Linked DNA regions of Anas platyrhynchos: region 2 is linked to region 1. Evidence: chromatin contacts called from public Hi-C data. All regions are on one chromosome and are shown on one strand. The core of a region is the stretch at or near the end of the contact, and the rest is flanking DNA. Distances in the headings are between cores, read along the strand shown.

Evidence for each region. Hi-C and Micro-C count contacts between places; a contact is called where the count stands out from the background.
Region 2: a Hi-C map of skeletal muscle shows a contact between it and region 1, with 2.8 times the contacts expected there. The contact joins the promoter of FGF18 here to the enhancer-like site in region 1. A contact is called at or near these places in 2 of 8 Hi-C or Micro-C datasets (skeletal muscle and subcutaneous adipose tissue).

What each region holds. Positions count from the first base shown.
Region 1 is chr14:13,956,594-13,959,303 of IASCAAS_PekinDuck_T2T, forward strand. No RefSeq gene overlaps it. Among named protein-coding and RNA genes, the nearest start is that of FBXW11, 94 kb to the left of the region's middle. Within about 2 kb of position 1,383, at least 4 of the 8 cell types and tissues checked have an H3K27ac peak or open chromatin away from gene starts, as enhancers often do. A contact at or near this core is called in subcutaneous adipose tissue, where this site is marked.
Region 2 is chr14:14,339,460-14,342,271 of IASCAAS_PekinDuck_T2T, forward strand. FGF18 (fibroblast growth factor 18) reads right to left here and starts at 1,557. Exons shown (of 6, transcript XM_072023323.1): 1 at 1,441-1,557; 2 at 358-394. The coding sequence starts at 1,520.

The sequences.
Region 1 (2,710 bases), core at 133-2,632:
ACAGTGCTAAAGACGAGGCTTGACTAAATGTAGGGTTGGGGACATTCAGGAATACTCATATTCTCTTGCTCAACCAGAAAGTGAGGCAAAAGGCCAGTGAAATAATAGTAACAGCAGTAATAATATTGTATATTTATATGGTGCCTTTCATCTCCCAGATTTCCACACTGCAGTGTCTAGCTGACTGCAGATACAATAATCACTTCACTCACCACCGACATGGAACCACCCTTGGCAAGGCCATGGCAGCTGTCAAACAGCACATTAAGAATTACTGCTACAATTCGAAAGATCACGAGGGCATTTTTGAAACAGGTAAAGTGTATTTTAATGGGTGAGCTTTGTATTTGTCCATATTGCTGGGGCTATGTCACGTTCTCTCATGTGTTTCCCTCCTCTGGAGGGAGAGGGTGGTTTTATTTTTCTTTTTTTCTTTTGTTTGTTTGTTTGTTTGTTTGAAGACTTTGGTTATTGAAAAGTTGGCAGGTGAGCCAAACATTTTAACTGTTCCTGAGAAGAAATTTAATGGGCCTCAAGTGACCATCTGATTAGCCCATACTGTTACCTTACTGAATCCTTATACTTTTCTTTTGATGTTACCTAGGCAAGAAACCACCAGCTCTGACACTGCCACAGGTAATGAACACACTGAAATCCCAATGGTGGAAGATGCAGAGAATGTACTAAATTATGCCTGTGCGGGAAAACTGAAATAGTAAGAAAATCCTCAGCTGAGGTAGGGCTTCCCTGGTGTCTCTCTCTGTGGAAACTTTTTTTTTGAACACGAAGAATGTGAGGCTTATTGAAATGAGATGGGGTGGGGGTGGTGGGGAAGAATTCCCCCCACCATGTGAAACTACCACCTTTTGTCTACAAGTAAGTGACATGAACATCTTCATGCAGTTCAGTAACCAGTGTTATTCTATGTGTTATTGCCTACTGTGTGTTCTTCTATAATGATGCTGTTTTAATATTAGTTAGAATGACTTAAGAGGATAAATCTATAGTTTGGAAAGCACTATGGGGCTGTAGGTGCTGTATCACTTCTATTAAATACCTGGTATTCAGACAAAGAATCATCCAAAGACACCCAAAGATGTACAATGTAAGTAAAACTGGAGGGAATGCCAATCGGCCTTTCTCCTCATGACTAGTACTATAGAGTTTGTATGTTCTAGGTCTAGGTAAACTCCCAGATGGAGAAGGAATGAGACAGAAACAAGGCAAAGGCAAGAATAACTCACTTCCCAGGCTCAAGTTACCAACAAAAGCATGAAAGCCTCAGCCTGTAGTATAAATTATGACCTATCAACTCAACCAGAGTCATAATAAGAAGGGAGGAATCAGATGAGTAAGGCAATAGGGGAAAAGCAAATACTGTGAGTAATGGCAACAAGAGGTTAGTTCCCTAGAAGTTGTCTAACCACATTAGATAGCACAGCTTAGTGACTGAGTCTGGGCCCAGCGTCTAGAGAATAAATCAACTGTGTTTTTTGTTGTTGATAAAACATTTTCTCCACAGCAGATGGATTTAATATTTCCTGGATCCATACTGTTTAAGACTTGGAGTGGGGATGCTTTTCCAGGATTGCATTATTGATGGCTTTGTTTCTAAGGGATGCAAACTCAGAGTTCTCCTAGGACTTGTTGCTATAAACTGTTAAGCAAGTATTTTTGTCTCTTCTTTGTTCCCTCCCTCCATTTGTTGACTTATGTGTTTGCTCCTGATCGACTTCACTTCTCTGGGACAAGTTAATTCTTCCCACTCCTACTGCTACTTGCTTCTCTCCCCTGCTACTACCATACCTCTCAGCTGTCTGTGTTGGGAGGATTTGCCCAGATTTTGCCAGGCAGACCCTGGTGGCACTGAGCTCCCCACTCTCACTGTGACAGCTCGTTTCTTCTCCGACTATCTCCCGAGTTATTCTTTGCCCAAAGCAGGAAGAACAGCAGAGCATTCCCAAAGTTCAGCATTTTTCTGAAGGGTACCTCCCAAAATAAGGCTCTTTAAAGCATGTTCTGTGTATAGCTACGTCTAGTTGGCGCATAAATACATGCGGCTCCCTCAAGATCATGTAAATTCATGGGTATTAACATGCTAAGAGGTATAAAGTGATATGTTGTCAGCTTCTGAGCTGAATTGTGCTGTTTTTATGTGAGTCAAGCATCTGTCCAGGGCTCTTGAATGAAAGAGAGAGAATGTTTCTGGGCTAACTCACCACCACAATGCTTTTTCACATGTGAATTGTCATTCAGCCATGTCTTATCTTTCAGCTTTGTCAGATGATACAGGACTTGCAACAGACTTGAGCAGTATAACCTTTCAGTCCTGTGAATAAGCTGTAGGGAGCTCTCTCTTCTGTGCTGTGAGCCTGCCAATTTAGGCTCCTTGCTGACCAGTTTACACTCTAATCACACATGAAATTCAAACTGTCTAGGTCAGAGAAGGTTTTTTGGCAAGTCTGGTTGGGAATGTACAGTAGACCAGCCATTACAGAGACCTAGAAGTATTTCAAGAAGGTAGTCAAAGCTAACTTGATGTTCATATGCATATGTGTGTATATATATATGTATGTATATTCAAATGGACAAAATTTTAACTCCCAGACAACTGGGGAGACTGGAAATACCCAAGACTGGCTATGTGCATGAGAGCTGTCCTACTGTCCCAGAGAGAAATGTACCATTCCCATTCCTACCAGCTCTGATG
Region 2 (2,812 bases), core at 307-2,806, 380 kb after region 1:
TGCTATTCCAAGGCAAGTGCATCAATCAGCGTTGTGCGAGGAGGAGAGTCCAACACTGCCTCTCACATCATTAGCCAGGCTAATGCACTCCAGAGGATCCCGCTAACGCAGGCTACCGGCGCCCGGCTGCGCCCCAGCCCGCCGAGCACCGAGTGGCCACTGGAAAGCGGCTCAGCTCCCAGGGCAAGTGCCACTCCAGCATCTGGCGTGGGGATCATTTTAATGCGGCTATAAAAACTAGAGGGGGAAGAAAAGTGAAAGCCCCAGCCAAAACTGCCTGGCACTCCGAGGTCAGCACGCCGCCTTTGTTTCTTTTTTTTACAACCAAAAGCGAAAGAGGACAGAAAGGACACGTACCTGTACCTGAAAGCACAGCAGCAGGAAATGTAAACATCTGGAGAGGAGAAAAAAAAAGCAACAAAAGATCAAATGATGCGGTAAAATGGTTAAAGTCGGATTTTTTTTTTTTTTTGCTTTGTTTTTCTTTGCGATTTTTTTTTTTTTTTTTAAACGGCGCAGCTCGATGCTCTGCGCATGAAAAGGCTCGGCTCCCCATTCCCACCTGATCGCGAGGAAAACGCAACCGGAGCCTCCAAAAGGAAAGTTTGAAAAAGAAAAGCAATTAAAAAAAAAATAAAAAATAAAATAAAAATATTTATATATATGTATATATTTAAAAAAAAAAAAAAAAAAAGGAGAAAAAAAAAAGATGCCGTAATCCTTACAGGCAAGTGCAGGCGGAGAGCAGTGAATACATCGCTGGAGGAGAGGGGGAGGTCGGTGGCTTGCCGCTAGCGGAGTGCAGCCCCCCACCGCCCTGACATGGGAGCGATCCGGCCGGCAGGCTCCGCTCCGCTCCGCACCGCTGGAAGTTGTGGTACCGCCCGCCTTGCCTCCGCCGAGTGACTCGCTCAGGCATCAGCTCTCCTCTCCCCCTGTCTCTCCTCCTCCTCTCCCTCTCTCTCTCCGCCTTTGGGGGGGATGAAGGTGCTTATTGTCAGGAACTTCCGATCGTCAGCCCGTGCCCCCCCGCCGCTTTTCCCCCCCCCCCCCCCCCCCGCCCCGAGCCGGCTGAAGCCTCCCCGCGGCTCCGCGCCCCCTCCCCGGGCATGGTGCGGAGCGGAGCGGGGTGCGGAGGCGGTGCCCGGCCGGGGAGCCCCGCGAGGAGCGCTCGGCACGGCCGCTGCGGTGAAAAATAAAAGAGGGGGGGGGGGGGGAGCACAGCCCAGCTGGGAGGGCTGGGAAAGCGTGAAAAGTATTAAAAAAAAATAAGGAAAAAAAAATAAAAAAATAAAAACATGGAGAAAAGGGAGCGGGGCCCGACGGAGCGGGCAGAGCCCGAGCCGCGAGGAAAACCCCGAAAACAATTAAATAATGGGGGGGGTGAGGGGGGGCAGCCCGCTGAGCACCCGTTTGGGGGGGGTCCGGGGGGGGTCTTACCTCGGCGCGGCCGGGAGCGCGGCGCGTCCTCGGTGAGCCCCGGGCGGGCGGCAGCCCCCGGACCCCCCCGGGCTCCCCATCACCACCCACACCGGGCAGGGGCATCCCCCCCCCCCCCCCCCGGCCCCCCCCCAGCCCCCCGAGCATCCCCCGGGGGTGTCCCCGCGGAGCGCCCTGCCCGGCGCGCTCCGGCACGGCTCGCCTGCCCTCCAGCGGCCGCACGGCAGCACCGCAGCCGCGCAAAGCAGCCCCGCCGGCCCCCCCCTCAGCCCCCCAGGTCCCCTTTCCTTTCTCCTTCTTTTCCTTTTTTTTTTTTTTTTTTTCCTTCCCAGCGAGGAGAAAAAAAAATTAAATAAAATGTTCCCACGTTGAGAGCGCGCGGTGAGTGCCCGGGTGGTTCCCAGAGCTGGTTTCGGGCAGACAAAATGCCAGGAGCTGTTAACCTCCACGCGTGTTGGAACTCTCCGAAGAGAGCCTAGCGTCAGTTAACACCTTGTTAACTGAGAACATAACCCTAGCTCAGGACTGCGGGCTTCCCAAACCCTGGGATAGTGGCACGCAGGGGCACCCATCTCCTGCTCTCCCCCCGGGCAGGGCACCCCAAGCTGCCCCCCGGTTTTCTGCCACGAACCAAGCGGCCTCCTCATCCCTGACCCTTTGGACAACAACTCGGTGGTTTTCAGCTCATAGTTTCAGGCCCAGGAGTAACAGAAAGCATTAAGTTTGTCAAAACCCTCGCAAAATCAAAGCTCTTTGCTTAGTCAGGAAAGTATTCAATATATTCCTAATTATCCCTATTTCTCTTTTGCTCAGACCCTCTCACAGCCCCCATACCCTTCAAACCTGAGCTTTGACTGTTCCACCCCAGCTTTCCCACACACCAAACCTCAGAGCAATTGGAAAATTAATCTGAACTCTCCCCAGACCAGCCTCAGGACGTGAGTCGGGCCCTGATATGCTTTCAGTATCCTCAGGATGTAATCTCCCCTCTGACCCTACCATAGGCACAAGTGCCAAGAAACGCAGAGCCACCGCACGCCCCACGTAGGGAACACCCCAGCAGGGGCTGGCCATGGGAAGCCAGCACAGCCCTGCCCAGCAGAGCCTGGAGCCCCCAGGAGAAGCTGCAGACATGGCCACCAGCCCCCTGCAGATGGCCAACGTGCCACAGGCTGCTCCAGTTCCATCCTTAGATGAAACCAGATTTCCCCTGCTCCACCAACAGCCCTCGCCACCTTTCCCACTTCCAACCCCCCAAGATATCCCTGAAGCCGTAGGACCCATTGATAGCACCGCATTTTCCTCCACCCATGAGGACAGAAACCCCCAAGCAGCAACAGCGCAGACACCAGGAATCCCCCATCACCTTTTC